Regions from separate parts of the Mus musculus genome. Here regions 1 and 2 are each linked to region 3. A link is a contact called in public HiCAR-type and HiChIP or PLAC-seq data. All regions are on one chromosome and are shown on one strand. The core of a region is the stretch at or near the end of the contact, and the rest is flanking DNA. Distances in the headings are between cores, read along the strand shown. Region 1 holds the start of Flnc (filamin C, gamma). Region 2 holds the start of Klf14 (Kruppel-like factor 14). Region 3 holds the start of BB283400 (expressed sequence BB283400).

Region 1 (4,206 bases), core at 1,254-3,753, 740 kb after region 3:
GCCTCGGCCCCAGCCCCAGCTCAGTTACTGAATTGCTGACAGCTTATCTCATCAGCACAGGGAGAACCACTTGGCCCAAACCCGGCACAATTCCCCTTCCTCTCAGCGGGAACCTTGGAGCTTCCCTCCCGCCCCCAAACCAGCCCCGGCTTCTTCCCCCATCTACTCTGAGCCGGCCCCCTTGCAGCAGAGCCAAGGGGGCTGGAGCCAGGCACCACCATGGGGGGAGGGGAGAGGTGCACAGGGGAAGGATGAGGCCTGGAGAGGGGCCCACCGCCCCCGCAGCCAGCAGGGAAGGGAGGCTGAGCCACTTCCTATAATGTCTTCACAGAGGCTGCAAACTTTCCCTTGGAGACCCCACCTGGGACAGTCAGTCCCGCCTTTCAGATCCCAGCGTGAAGGGAGGGGTAGGTGGGGAGCAGCCCCCCCCCCTCCAGGGCTGGCTTATCTTCAGCCCCTCAGCTCCACACCCACCCAACACCCTCCTAATTTCTAGCTCCACCACTTACACCAGGGCCCCCTCCCCCACCCCTTGTCCTCAGGCTTGTCCTTCTGGAAAGCTCAGAGACATCTGCTGTGTCACGGAGACAGGGCTATTTCCAGGCCAGAGCAGGAGGGTGGGGTGTGTGTGTGTGTGTGTGTGTGTGTGTGTGTGTGTGTGTAGGGGGGGGGGGTTAGTACTGGGACTGGAAGAGGTAAGGCCCAGGAAGAAGCCTGAACAGGGCAAAGGGCCCCGGACTGATCTCAGCTGCTAATTCCGGAGACCTGGAGATGGCCATGAGGGAGACTAGGGAGGGGGCAGATACCTAGTTAAATATTGAAGTCTCTGGGGGCAGCTTGTAGTGGTGGGCATCACCTGGTTCCATATACAGTTCCCTTCCAGGGTCTGGGGTGCATCCTCCCAGGGGGGTCCTTCTAGTACATCCCAGAAGGGCTCTAAGAGTTCACCCAAGACGCAAACTGGAAACCTTGGTCCTAGCGGGATAGGGCTGTGAAAAGTAAGGTATCTTCTTGCCACTCAAAACCCACCCTGGGCTTCTGGACTCTCTAGACTCCTGCGCCTCCCTACCCCCACTCAGAACTGACACACCTTCCAAATCTGGTTACACTCAATGACTTCCTCTCTTCCTCAGCCTTCCCCTCCCTCCAGGGCAGCTTGACCCTTAGCTGTAGCCAATCCCAGGCCAGGTGGTGGGTTGGAACAGGGCATGGACAGGCAGGAGTCCCCCTCCCAGACGACCTAAACGACCAGGGCAATCAGGGGTTAAAGCTCCCAGGACGTTGCTCAGTGCCTTTTTAGGTTTCTGAGGCCGGGTTCTGTTTGCTCTAGTCCGGCCAGATCCCAGATGGGGAGCACATGCCTGCCAAGCGCATCAGCGAGCTTCAGGCCACTAGTCTCCCTGGCCTCAGGGCCCTGAGAACCCAGAGACGACTGGAACCTGTCTTAAGACTGCTTTTGCCCAGCGACGAAGGCGATGGGAAGCCATTTGCTTTCATGTGGGTGGCGGGATACGCCCCCAAGGAATTAGCACTGGGCACCAGCCCTGTCCTCGCAAGCATGTGCAAGCAAGGGTGGCCCGGTGGAAGGAAAAGAGGGGACTTTGGGCAGGTCGGTAGGAGTGTGTGTAGGGAGGCTGAAGCTAAGATGTTTGGACAACTTCGGAAGGGAACTTCTCAGGGGTGCCACCTGTCCTAGAGGGGTATCTGGGCTCCAGCCTGTACTGGCGAGGGAGAAATCAGACCAGGCAAGGGAAAGGTTTTCTGTTCCGGATCTCAGTACCCGCACCTATGTGACCTGTTCCTACCCCCGCTGTGACCGTTCCCTGTGACCCCCGCACTGACCGATGGACACGAGCTTGATGTGTTCCCGCTCCAGGAACTCCAGGGCCACAGACACATTTTCCAGCTTCATTTGGCGGAAGTTGGGGCGCGGGTGGAACTTGCGGTACATGCGCTTCTGGCTGAGCACTTCGAGCAGCGCGATGAGGCGCAGCCCGTCGCTGAGGTCTCGCTGCAGGTCGGTCAGGCGCTTGCCCACACACTTGAGATGCTCGTTGCACCACCGCGTGAATGTGTTCTGCTGGATCTTCTTCCACGGTGCGTCCTCCGCTAGGTCCTTCTCCGTGGACGGCATCTCGTCCGCCTCGTCAACCAGGCCGAGGCCGGAGGCGTCCGAATAGTTGCTGTTGTTCATCATGGTGGCGCGGCGGGGGGCCGGGGGAGTACGGCCTGGGGATCGGGCTGTGGGTGCTGTCGGGGCGGGACGCGGGGACACCGAGTTCTCGGAGACTTCGTTAGCGCTCTGGGCGGCGGGGCTCGCTGGCCTCTTGGGCTGAGCTGCTGGGCTGTCCGGCTAGGGCTCTCTCTCTCTCCCGGGGCGGAGCGGTGCTCGGGAAGTGCGGGCCGGGCCGGGGCAGTGGGTTTAAGAAGCCCCCGGGCTGCCGACCCCCCCGCCGCGCCCGCAGCCCCAGGGTCCACGTCAGAGCGCCGGCCTCCCAGGAATGCCGCCCGGCCCGCGGGTGGGGGCCGCGCTGAGCCCCACGGCCCCGCCTCCGCCCGCCCCTCCTCCACGCAGTCCTCAGCAGGAGCGGGGATGGGGTGGGGGCGCTGGCCCTGAGCTTCCCCATGCACACTGTACACCCCAACCTAGTCTTAGCCATTTAGGGATGAGGGACACTCCTTCCACACTCAGATTGGGTTAAAGAAAGTAATGGGGAAACTGAGGCAGTGGTTAGGGCTAGACAAACTGATCTGGTGTTGACAGAACTTTCTGGAGTTGGTGACAAGGCTGTTGACACAGCCTAGGAGTCCTGGCTTCTAGCCTGGTTGTATTGTCCACCTGTGAAGAACTCAGAAAGGAAATTGTGTGTGTGTGTGTGTGTGTGTGAGAGAGAGAGAGAGAGAGAGAGAGAGAGAGAGAGAGAGAGAGAGAGAGAGAACACCAGAAGGAGCAGGGACATTGACCAGGAGAGACTGAGTTCAAGGGGGCTCCATGACTTTTGCCACTTTACAAGAAAAAAATGCTTAAACCGTTATTTGGAATCCAAACCCAGGGCCACAGGGAAACCAAGGCTCCTGACCTGACTCAGTGTCCCTGGTCATTAGCCCATTTAGACTCACTGGCTCAGAATGAAGCTGAGCTCAGAACAAGGGTACCCAGTGAGTCACTTTGTGTGCGCCCCCCCCCCCCCCGTGACTCAACCAAGTTGATGAGAGGACAAAAGGGCTGCCCAGGTAGTACCAGGGAGCCCCCTGGGCAATGTGCCCACATGAGCCACAGGGCAGATCTTCCCAGGGAAAGTAGAAGTGTGCCAAATAGCAGGAAGAGCCCTGGCAGAGCAGCCAAGGGAAATGTGACTGGGGCAAGTGGGCAGGGCCAGGGGCAAAGCGGGCAGGAAGGGAGGCAGGCTAGAAGCCTAGGCAGGATTGGGTTGAGGGCAAGCCCAATAAGGTGAGAGACATGGGAAATGTTCACAACAGAGAAACTGAGGCAATCCAAGCTGCCTGCCACACACAAGGGAAGGACCTACAAATGAATTTACATCGCAAGGAGAGGTCAGATGTGTGTCCACTGCTTCCCCATCCTTCGAGACTAAGTAAGCTTAGCTTTGAAGGAAGACAGTCCTTAATTCAAGCCATGTGACCGCTGAGGCTTGGGTAAATCATTTTACCTTATTTCCCTCCTCGCAGTCATAATGAAAGGAAAGGCAATAATAAAGCATCTTTGGGAGCTCTTTCCTCAAGGGCAGACGACAGCGGTGCCCACTATGGACTTGGAAAGGAGTTGGGGGAGGCGGAGCTTATGGTGAAGCTCCCAGCAATCATTTCTTTTTCCTTCTCACCTAAGGAGAAGGCCTGGTCCTTAGGAGGGAGGGGGAGGGCAGAAAGGGCCAGGAGCAGAAAAGAGCCCTGTGGTGCATGGTGTGTGGAGCAGGGGTGTCTCTGGAGGCCCTGATAGTGACAGGAGAGGTATAAATAGCTAGTGCCCCGCAGCTCATGTTCGTTGGCTGCCTGTGACAAGGCGCTTAGGAATTCCACTCTCCTGTTGGCAGCCCCCTCCTTGTCTCCCAAACTGTCATTCTCCCAGAGCGCTACCTTCACCCCTCAGCCAAAACCCCCAGCAGGCACCAGCACTGTCTATTTGAAAGACACAGCTCTCCTGTGGAGGGATGCCTAGCTCTGGATACAGAGCTGGATCACGCAAGC
Region 2 (4,407 bases), core at 479-2,978, 780 kb before region 3:
CAGCCAGAGAGGCAGAGGGGACTTGAATTTCATCAGAAATGATGACTAGTTAAAGTTTAAAAAGAAGATCTAAAACAGATATGACAAAATAGTAACATTTATGAATTATACCAGACAGGTACACTTGTATTATATTCTCTCATCATTTTAAAATATCTCCACACGTTTTTCTAAAGCATAAATTTAAAAGAAAAATCAGGTACTAAATCATTCTCAGAGAATGTTCATGTATGGATTGCTGCAGCATCTGAAAATTTGAGGCAGTATCTTTAACAAAAATGAATCCGTTTTAGAATTGGGTCTCTTTAAAAATAATACAACTGCCAATACTATTTTAAAACTGCTGAAATGGACAGTCAGTTCTACAGGTATCAACCCACAAATCATGCTGGGAGAAGCAAGCTGCAAAGAGACATGTGCAGCACAGTAACACTTGCCCACATTTAAAATACACTAACAAAGATACATGGGTCTATTTACATACTTAGGTAGCTGTGTAATAAAGCACAGCAAATGTTAGAAGAATTTACCCTTTATGATACTGATTAGCGAGGGAGAAAACGAACAGTGCTAGAGAAACGAGGGAAATGACATTCTACCCTCTCTGGATGCTTAATATAAATTTAAAATTTGAAGCAAACACGACAAAAATATCATATTTGATTATTCTAATCATCAAGTATATGGACATATGTTATTCTTGAAGCATGTGTATCATTTTACTTTTCCAAAGAAAAAAATAGTGAAGCATTGCAAATAAAGTGCACATAACGTAATAGTACAAAAGTAAAGCCTATGTACATCCCAAACCGTGGTAGCACTACATTTAGAAATCATCCTGTTTATTTTCTGTGGGGTTTTTAATTTTTAAAAAATAAAAAGGGGGGCAAATAAAGCCGTGAAGGCATGTGAAAGAAATCATTCATATTTGATTATAAAAAAGAAAAAGCCCCCACAGTCATAAACCACTGGATGAGCATTCTATACTATTTTGCTGCATATTCTTAATTTTAATTTTTTTGTCAAAAGAGAACTAGAAGAGGTTGCCTAATTGGAAACGTGACTTTCTATTATTAAAATTGTGGGAGTCCATTTTAATGTGTTTATCTCGCTGCTAGTCTGTAATTTATATTTCAGCGTGGATATTTGTTTGTGTGCCTGTGACAGGTTAATGCAGTTTAAACGTGCGTTTTTTTCTTTCGTTGCTTGAATAGTTAAATCGTTACTTCAAGGATTTTAAGTTTCTATTTCAAGCGGGGATGATTCTTTGCTCTCGCCAGGGTTAAAACCGTTTCTGATTCAAAACGCTATTAATTAATGGCTACGCGGTGATCTATTGGCGACAAGGCTGCCGATCCTGCATTAACAGCCGAACTGCTAAATGAGAAAACTTTGTTTCGCCCCCGTTTTCTTTTGGATGAAGACTTGGGGCTATTTTCCATTTGAGCTGTGAGCGGTGGACGCGAGTCAAACGCAATCGCAGCCCACTTCGCCAGCGATCGCGTTTGCGAAGCGAAAGACAAGTCAGGTATTAGCGCCGCTTTTTTTTCCCTCGCCGCTCCCTCCTCCCCCTTAGAGGATAAAAAAAAGTTTCTAGGACTCTGCCTGACACCCAGCTGGCCAGAGACCAGGGGCGAGGGGGGCGAGGCCGGCAGGCTGCCCAGAAGTTGCGATCCGGGACTTGCGCGCATTGAAATTACCTGGCTCGCCAGCAGCGGAGAGAAAGCGCAGACAAGATAATTTCCCAGGCTGCTGGGAATGCCATAGCCCGCGCGGCAGCGCGATCCAGGGGTGTCCTCGGGCCGGGGCGGGTCCCCGCCACCCCCGCAGGCTTCAGTGCGTCAGGGCGCGTCAGGCGGGGCGGGCTCGGCTCCGGCAGCAGCGGCTGCGGGCGGCGAGCGGCGCGCACCGGCTTCCAGCTCGTCTGGCTCCAAGCGGCGGGACGGACGCTCCCGGGGACTCTCCGGCCCGCGGCTGGCCGCGCTCGGACGGCGCTCGCCCGCAACCGGGCGCCGCCAGCATGTCGGCCGCCGTGGCTTGCCTGGACTACTTCGCTGCCGAGTGCCTGGTGTCTATGTCCACCCGCGCCGTGCTGCACCGGCGCGCAACGGACCCCGAAGGCGCGAGCGCAGCGGCTGTCTCCGAGGTGGGTGCAGTGTCTCGGGAGTCGGCGGGGAAGGGTACCGGGTCACGGGGGGTGCTGTGGATACCCCCAGTCCTCCAGGTCCCCACCCCGAGCCCCGGAGAAGGCGATGGCGCGCCCCACCTGCTGGCTGCGAGCGCTTTGGCTGATTTAAGCTGTGGTGCCCGGGAAGACTTCAGGGAAGACTCCGAAGAAGCTCCGTGTGCCTCAACTAGCTGCTTCGAGCCGACCTGGTGCTCCAGCCCTACTGGGGGCTCTGAGCCTACCCAGGCCTTCTTCGAGGATGAGCTCTCTGACGCCGAGAGCTCCTGCAGTGATTCTGCTATCCTGGATGCGCCTGAGGCCTCAGAGGAGCCGGATGACAGCGGAGAAGTGCCCGAGGGGCCCCCAGGGGCCCGCCCTGCGCCATCAACGGGCCCGACGTACCGAAGGAGGCAGATTACGCCCGCATCCAAGCGACATCAGTGCTCCTTCCATGGCTGCAACAAGGCCTACTACAAGTCGTCGCACCTCAAGTCACACCAGCGTACCCACACGGGGGAACGCCCCTTCTCCTGTGATTGGCTCGACTGCGACAAGAAGTTTACGCGTTCTGATGAGCTAGCCCGCCACTACAGGACGCACACCGGTGAAAAGCGCTTCTCCTGCCCGCTGTGTCCCAAGCAGTTCTCTCGGAGCGACCACCTGACCAAGCATGCTCGTCGCCATCCAACTTACCATCCCGACATGATCGAGTACCGAGGTCGTCGTCGCACTCCCCGCCCTGAGCCACCACCCCCAGCCATGGTGGAAAGCTCTGGTTCCGACTCCAGCTCCTCTTCTGGCCAGGAGACCAGCTTCACTGCTTGCCTGTAGGACTGTCTTGCTGTCTATCTTTCCCTCAAGCACAACCCCCACCCCCGCTGCCCCCCAGGCCGTTGTCCATGCCTTCTCTCTGTCCATTCCTATTTTCCAGGGTCATTAGACCGAGGTACAGACTGGTTGCTCCGCACTGGGGATGGGTTCAGACAAACTTGTCGGACTCTGGAGAGGGACTGGGAGCCAGAAGATAGCAGGAAGTCCTGCAACACAAACATCTTCTGAAATGAACGGTTTCTTCCAAACAGCCTGCAGGAACCTTTGAGAAGGGATGAACTCTCCAGCGTACTGAAGTTTCTTCCCTCCATGGCACCAGAGATGTAAAACTGAATTCTGAGATGCTGGAGGATCTCCCAGTTCCAAATGACTCTGGTGTCTCACCCATTGGCCAGGGCGGACTTTGGAGAGGGTGTCCAGGGTGGCAGCCTTGGAAATGTCCAGATTTGGATGAAGAGAGGCCTTTGGAAACAGAAAATATTTCTATTTCTGTAAACAGCAATGTTTACTAATTTATTTTCGGTATCTTGTAAACAAAAATTCAGGTTGATGGGAAGCTAATGTCTTTGACTCTCCCGATTGCCCCAGCTACCTCTGCTTTGTGGATGTATGGCTGGGAGATGCTTTTTGGTGCCTGGGGAGTGGTATGAGTCTGCTTGCAGTTCCTATAGCGTAATTTTGAACCCCGCACTCGCATTGTAACCTTTTTTTTTTTTTTTTTTTTCAATTCCTTCTCAGGGGTGGTAACTTTCTGGCTCACGATTATGGAGAGATTGGTTAAGTATTTTGGAAACAATCATAACAGCACAAGAGAGAAAAGGCTGGTCTGAAATAGCTTCTCCTTCACCTAGAATGCAAGCCCAAGTAACTTTTGAGTGGGACAGGTACAAAACAGCACTTTTCACAACCTTTGTTAGCTGTTCCATTGGAGCGGAGAGATGAAGTTCCTGATGCCCCACCCTAAGTAATCTTAGGGGTAGTAGAGTCTATTCACCTCTTAGTGGCTTAGTAGGGCTTAATTTCAGTGAAGGTCTGTACATTGTTGTTTCTGTTACAGGTGAATTGGTGGGTGAGGGGGAAAAGTGAGAGATTGGTTAATTTTAGAGAGCTGCTGTCTTGGATTTGGGGTGAGAGCAGCTAGACAATAGCTGTTATCAAATAGGAGCACCTTTCTCTAGCATCAGAATCTTAGGTTAAAACCTCAGGGCCCTTCTGCCCCCTTGAAGGAATAAGATATCAGAAGTATTCTTCTGTTGTGTGTCCCAGCTACTGTGGATTGAAATCACTGATGTTTGTGTGTACGTGTGTGTGTGCGTATACGTGTGTGTTTCTTTCATTAAATATGAGGCTGAAAGGCCTTTCCTAACCCGATGAGGTCCCCTATGATCCCCTCCTGCATATCTTAAACC
Region 3 (4,299 bases), core at 28-2,527:
AACATGAAAAGGTGACGTTAAAACACACCTCATCCGTTCATAATTTTTTTTTTCACAAACACGAACCGATGTGTCCTTTGTATGTTTCATTGAATGCCCAGATAATTCCCAAGATATGGCTACATATCTATCCTATTCAGCTGATTTAAATGAATGCTCTAACTAACTAACTAACGCATCGGGCAACAGGAACTCGATATGCATTCCAGGCTGGCCTTAACCTGGGATCCTCTTGCTGCAGCCGCCCTGAGGCAGAGTCTACAGGTGTGCGCCTCCAGCCCGGCTTCGTGTTCTTTTGAGAGCGACGTGAGGCTCTCCTTCCATTTGTGGGCGTGTTTCATTCTTTCAGGCTGGTCACCTCCGCGCCTTCCGCAGCTGGAGGGTTTCTCCTGAGCTCCAGCAGAGACTCCCAGGATTCTGCAGCCTCTCGGAGAGAAACTCCCAGAGGCACAAACACAGCCCTTGGAGGCAGCGAGTTACTCGGGTTTTGAAACAGCCCTTTGAGAGTCCATCCATGAGCATCTAGATACTACAGCAACGCCTCACCCTTAGAGCTGGGGCCCATTCTGGGCCAACACAGTAAGCCCACATCCCCATGAATGGCCCTGTGGAAAAAGGGAAGGGAGATTTCCCAGGAGTCTGAGAAACCATGGCAGAACCAGGGTGCAGGGTCTTGCAAGAGGTAGATTTATTTTTATTTTTATTTGTTTTTTTCGAGACAGGGTTTCTCTGTGTAGCCCTGGCTGTCCTGGGCTACACACTTTGTAGACCAGGCTGGCCTCGAACTCATAAATCTGCCTGCCTCTGCTTCCCAAGTGCTGGGATTAAAGGCGTGTGCCACCACCGCCCGGCAAGAGGTAGAATTTATGTTTTCCATTTTTGCAAATGGAAAAACCAAAGCTCATAGAGGTGAAGAGAATCTGGCAATTGTGTCTTCATATGATAAGCAGATCACAGCCGCTTTGAGCATTCCAGAAAGATATATATCAAAAACAAAACAACAACCCAAAAAACCCAAAAACAAAAACCCCCAAAACAACAACAACAAAAACCACGGCTGGAGGGAGCACAGGACCAAACTGAAAGCACGAGGCCCCCACTGTTCCTAAGAGCCCAAGAAGTGGGTTGGTCTCGGGGCTTGTAGTCCGCACAGCAACCCTATCCCCGAGGCTGATACATATTAGTGGAAAGGGAGATGGAACCTGAGGACTAACTCCTCACTCAACATTTTCGGCACAACTGGGGCTAACACGAGGGAGTGAGAGGTTGGGATTAGGTAGATTGCACAGGGCAGAGGTTGGGGAAGAATAATGGACACGCTGAGAGATGCTAGGAACGCTGAGTCTACGTGCCCTGCCTGGCACAGGGCGTGCTGGCCACTCAGTACCCCACGGGCCTAGGGACCAGGTAAGGCTCTGAGGTTCAAGAGCCTAAGCACAAGATCTTGTAGGCGTGGGGGCGTGGGGGCGTGGGGGTGGGGTGAGGCGTAAGTAAGGCCCCTTCTAAACCGTGATCCAGGGTCGGGAAGCAAACTACATGTCTCTAACAGCTCGGCTCTGGCCCGAGAGGGTCGTTGTCCTCTGGAAGGGAGGGATCTCTGTATCTGTAGGTGGGGAATACCGCAGCTCGTAGGCACAAGTTGGAAGGGTAGGATACTTGCATGCAGCCTTGGGTACACTCGGCGGGCCAGCAAAGTAAGGATCTGGGTTCGTCCGAGCTCTTCACCGACCGGAGCCCCGGGCTGTAAGCGATCTGGGATATCGGGTCCCTGGGGACCGCCCCCTCACCACTCCGGTCCAGCTCCAGTTACTGGTCGAGCCTGCTACCTAAAATATGTATGAGGACCTTGCGGGTGCAATTTCACGGCCCCTCCTAGAGTGAGGCTGGGGGGTCTCAGGGTGAGAAGGGAGCTGCGCGGGCAGCAAGCGACGCTGGCTCTTGGGCGGGGGCTGTCTCGACTTTCAACAGAGCATTTAAGAAAGGTAGAAACCGGATCCATCTCACCCGCGCCCCCGCCCTTCGAGTCCGACGGCGGGACCCCGCAGCCGAGCGGCTAGCTTTCCGTTCTGCGGTGTCTGGTTCTCGACAGCAGGTGAATGGGCCCAGGCGAGGCGCGGGGGGGCGGGGCGTACGCTATAAAGGGGCGCGGCAGGACTAGGGGGTCACTCGCAGCCGGTGTGGCCTGCGCGTCCGAGCACACAGAGCTGTGACCGCCTGGTGCCGGACAGGCCTAGGGACCAGGTAGGGCGTGAGTGGAGATGCCGGCCGGCAGTGAGGTTCAGGGCCACAGGGATGGAAAGGGAAGGAGGCGGGACAGGGAGGGTTAATGTAGAGTCACCACACCCCCCTGAGGTCTGTCGGGTCGTGCCCTGCTCTTCCTGTTCGGTTCTGGTGCATCACGTCCCATCCCCAACTGTGCTGGGAGAGGGACAAGCGGGTCCTGGCCTTCCTGCCTTGGGGTGGGTCTTGCCTCCGGAGCCATCTGTCTGTAACATCCATGGCTGAAGCAGGTCTTGCCCAGGAGCTGAGTATCTAGAAGGGTTCGTATCTGCAGCGTCATTCTCGGACCCTGGCAGACAGCAGGGGAGGGAGGAATCCAGGGGCTCGGTTCCCCTAATCCATTTACTTCGCTTGAGCTCAAGGTTTTCAGTCTCAGCGCAAGGGCCCTTTAGTTTGGTGGGAACATCAGCTAAGCCCCACCCCACCCCCACACCCGGTTTTAGAGGCTTCTAGGCGGTCAGACCTGCCCGGATTCATTGGGAGAACTAGGAGCTAAAAGGGAGGAAGGCGGATTAACGTTTTATTTTAATCTGGTTTTGAACTGTGGTTGCCGTCTGGGGCAGCCGGGCGCGGCAGGGAATGGGAGGGCGCTCAAAGCAGGGGAGGGGGATGTGCGCACTCTCTGGTCTCAGGATGCTGGGGAGAAGGAAGAGGCCACTTCAAACGAGACAGCTAGGGTGTACCTTAACTCTGCTCCTCCCCAGAGGCTCCGGGGTGGCATCCTAGCTAAGAAGGTTCCGAGGGATCTAATCCCCGTCCTCGTTCCAGATGGCCCCGCCCCCTCCCGGGGGAGCCACTGCGGCAGTGGAGGGGCAGGAAGGGAGATGGGAAGGGGTCTGGGGGTGGCTTCCCTTCCCCTCCCCCTTCCGGGACAGGCGGTCTTTGTTCCCTGCGGCGGCGGCGGCCAGACACCTGTGAGGCTTCAGGGCTAGGCAAAGGTGGGTTAGGACGAGTGGCGAGCCTCTGGTGCCCACTCCAACTCTCTACCTTCGGGCCAGGGTGCTCCCACCGAGGCAGAACAGACTGTGGCCAGTTCTCCGGCTGCAGAGTACCGTCTAGTGTGGTCCCACAGTACTCCTGGCCTCCAAACGCACTTCCCCTCCCCCAGCCCAGAGTCGGATTTCCAAGTTTGCTGTGCTACACACACCTTGGCTAGCAAGGGGTTCAGAGGGAGGTGGGATGGTAGGGCATCGGGGCACACCTCGGCCGGCGGCACCCCAGCCCAAGGTAGGAGGCTAGAACAGCGAGTGGGCAGCGGGACCCCTTAGGGGCCAAACCCAGCTGGGTTCGGCGAACAGGCGGGGCTCGCGACGTATCCGCAGTCCCGGTCGGGCGTGCCCTACGACGCGCACCAACCGGAGCAACATTCAAGGTGAATCATCTTCGGTCCGCCTCCCGTCCCTCCCCCGCCCCACAGCACCTGAGCCAATGGCGCGGCGCGGGGGGCGGGCGGGGCGCTGGGGGCGGTAAAACCCTCCCGGAGTCATTATCTCTGCACTCCGTCGAGCCCCCGGGTCTCGGCGCCGGAGCCTGCTAGCCTCCTTCCTTGAACACGATCGTCACACCTGGTGCACCCCTTTCGTCTGCCTCTGGGGCTCGGTGACCATTCAGCCCTACCCCGCCTGCTGCGTGGAAGAGGCTCCTCCTCAGGTGGCTCGGCCGGGGCCTTCCCCTGCAGACCTGTCACCCGACACCCAGGAAGCGCGCGGCCCCATCCCGGCTCCTCTTTGTTCCCCCGCTGGGCTCCGCGCTCCGGCGCCACCTCCTCCCGCCAAGGTCCTGGTGATTTGGGGCGCCGCTCTCGGCTCAACCTGGGCACGCCTCAAGTTCTGTCCATTGGGCCCGCTCCAAACGAGGGCCCTTTTTTTGCCTAGTTCCTCGGGTGTGGACTCGGAGCAGAGCTGGGAGGCGGCGGTGAGCCCAGCCCGGAGCCGGCGCAGGTGAGTGTGCGGGGCGGGGCCGGGCGGAGCCAGTGCTGGGCCAGGGAGAAGGTGGAGCGGGTGCCGGAGGGCCAACAGT

The links. HiCAR-type assays count read pairs that join an accessible place to other places. HiChIP or PLAC-seq counts read pairs in DNA pulled down with a chosen protein or histone mark.
Region 1: a contact with region 3 is called in a FOXA1 HiChIP or PLAC-seq map of pancreatic cancer cells. The contact joins the promoter of Flnc here to the promoter of BB283400 in region 3. A contact is called at or near these places in 2 of 39 promoter capture datasets (both in liver), 2 of 484 Hi-C or Micro-C datasets (both in embryonic stem cells) and 2 of 115 datasets of contacts at active chromatin or transcription factors (extraembryonic endoderm stem cells and pancreatic cancer cells).
Region 2: a HiCAR-type map of astrocytes shows a contact between it and region 3, with 3 times the contacts expected there. The contact joins the promoter of Klf14 here to the promoter of BB283400 in region 3. A contact is called at or near these places in 9 of 39 promoter capture datasets (cranial neural crest, frontonasal cranial neural crest, hippocampal neurons and 5 more), 2 of 484 Hi-C or Micro-C datasets (both in embryonic stem cells), 3 of 115 datasets of contacts at active chromatin or transcription factors (astrocytes, embryonic forebrain and embryonic hindbrain) and 1 of 9 other capture datasets (liver).

What each region holds. Positions count from the first base shown.
Region 1 is chr6:29,431,450-29,435,655 of GRCm38.p6, reverse strand. Flnc (filamin C, gamma) reads right to left here and starts at 2,503. Exons shown (of 48, transcript NM_001081185.2): 1 at 1,843-2,503. The coding sequence starts at 2,197.
Region 2 is chr6:30,956,311-30,960,717 of GRCm38.p6, reverse strand. It overlaps Klf14 (Kruppel-like factor 14), which reads left to right and starts at 1,728. Exons shown (of 1, transcript NM_001135093.1): 1 at 1,728-4,407. The coding sequence starts at 2,021. The coding sequence ends at 2,998.
Region 3 is chr6:30,173,601-30,177,899 of GRCm38.p6, reverse strand. BB283400 (expressed sequence BB283400) reads right to left here and starts at 1,277. Exons shown (of 1, transcript NR_038124.1): 1 at 1-1,277. Mirc35hg (microRNA cluster 35, host gene) reads left to right here and starts at 3,775. Exons shown (of 2, transcript NR_126540.1): 1 at 3,775-4,220.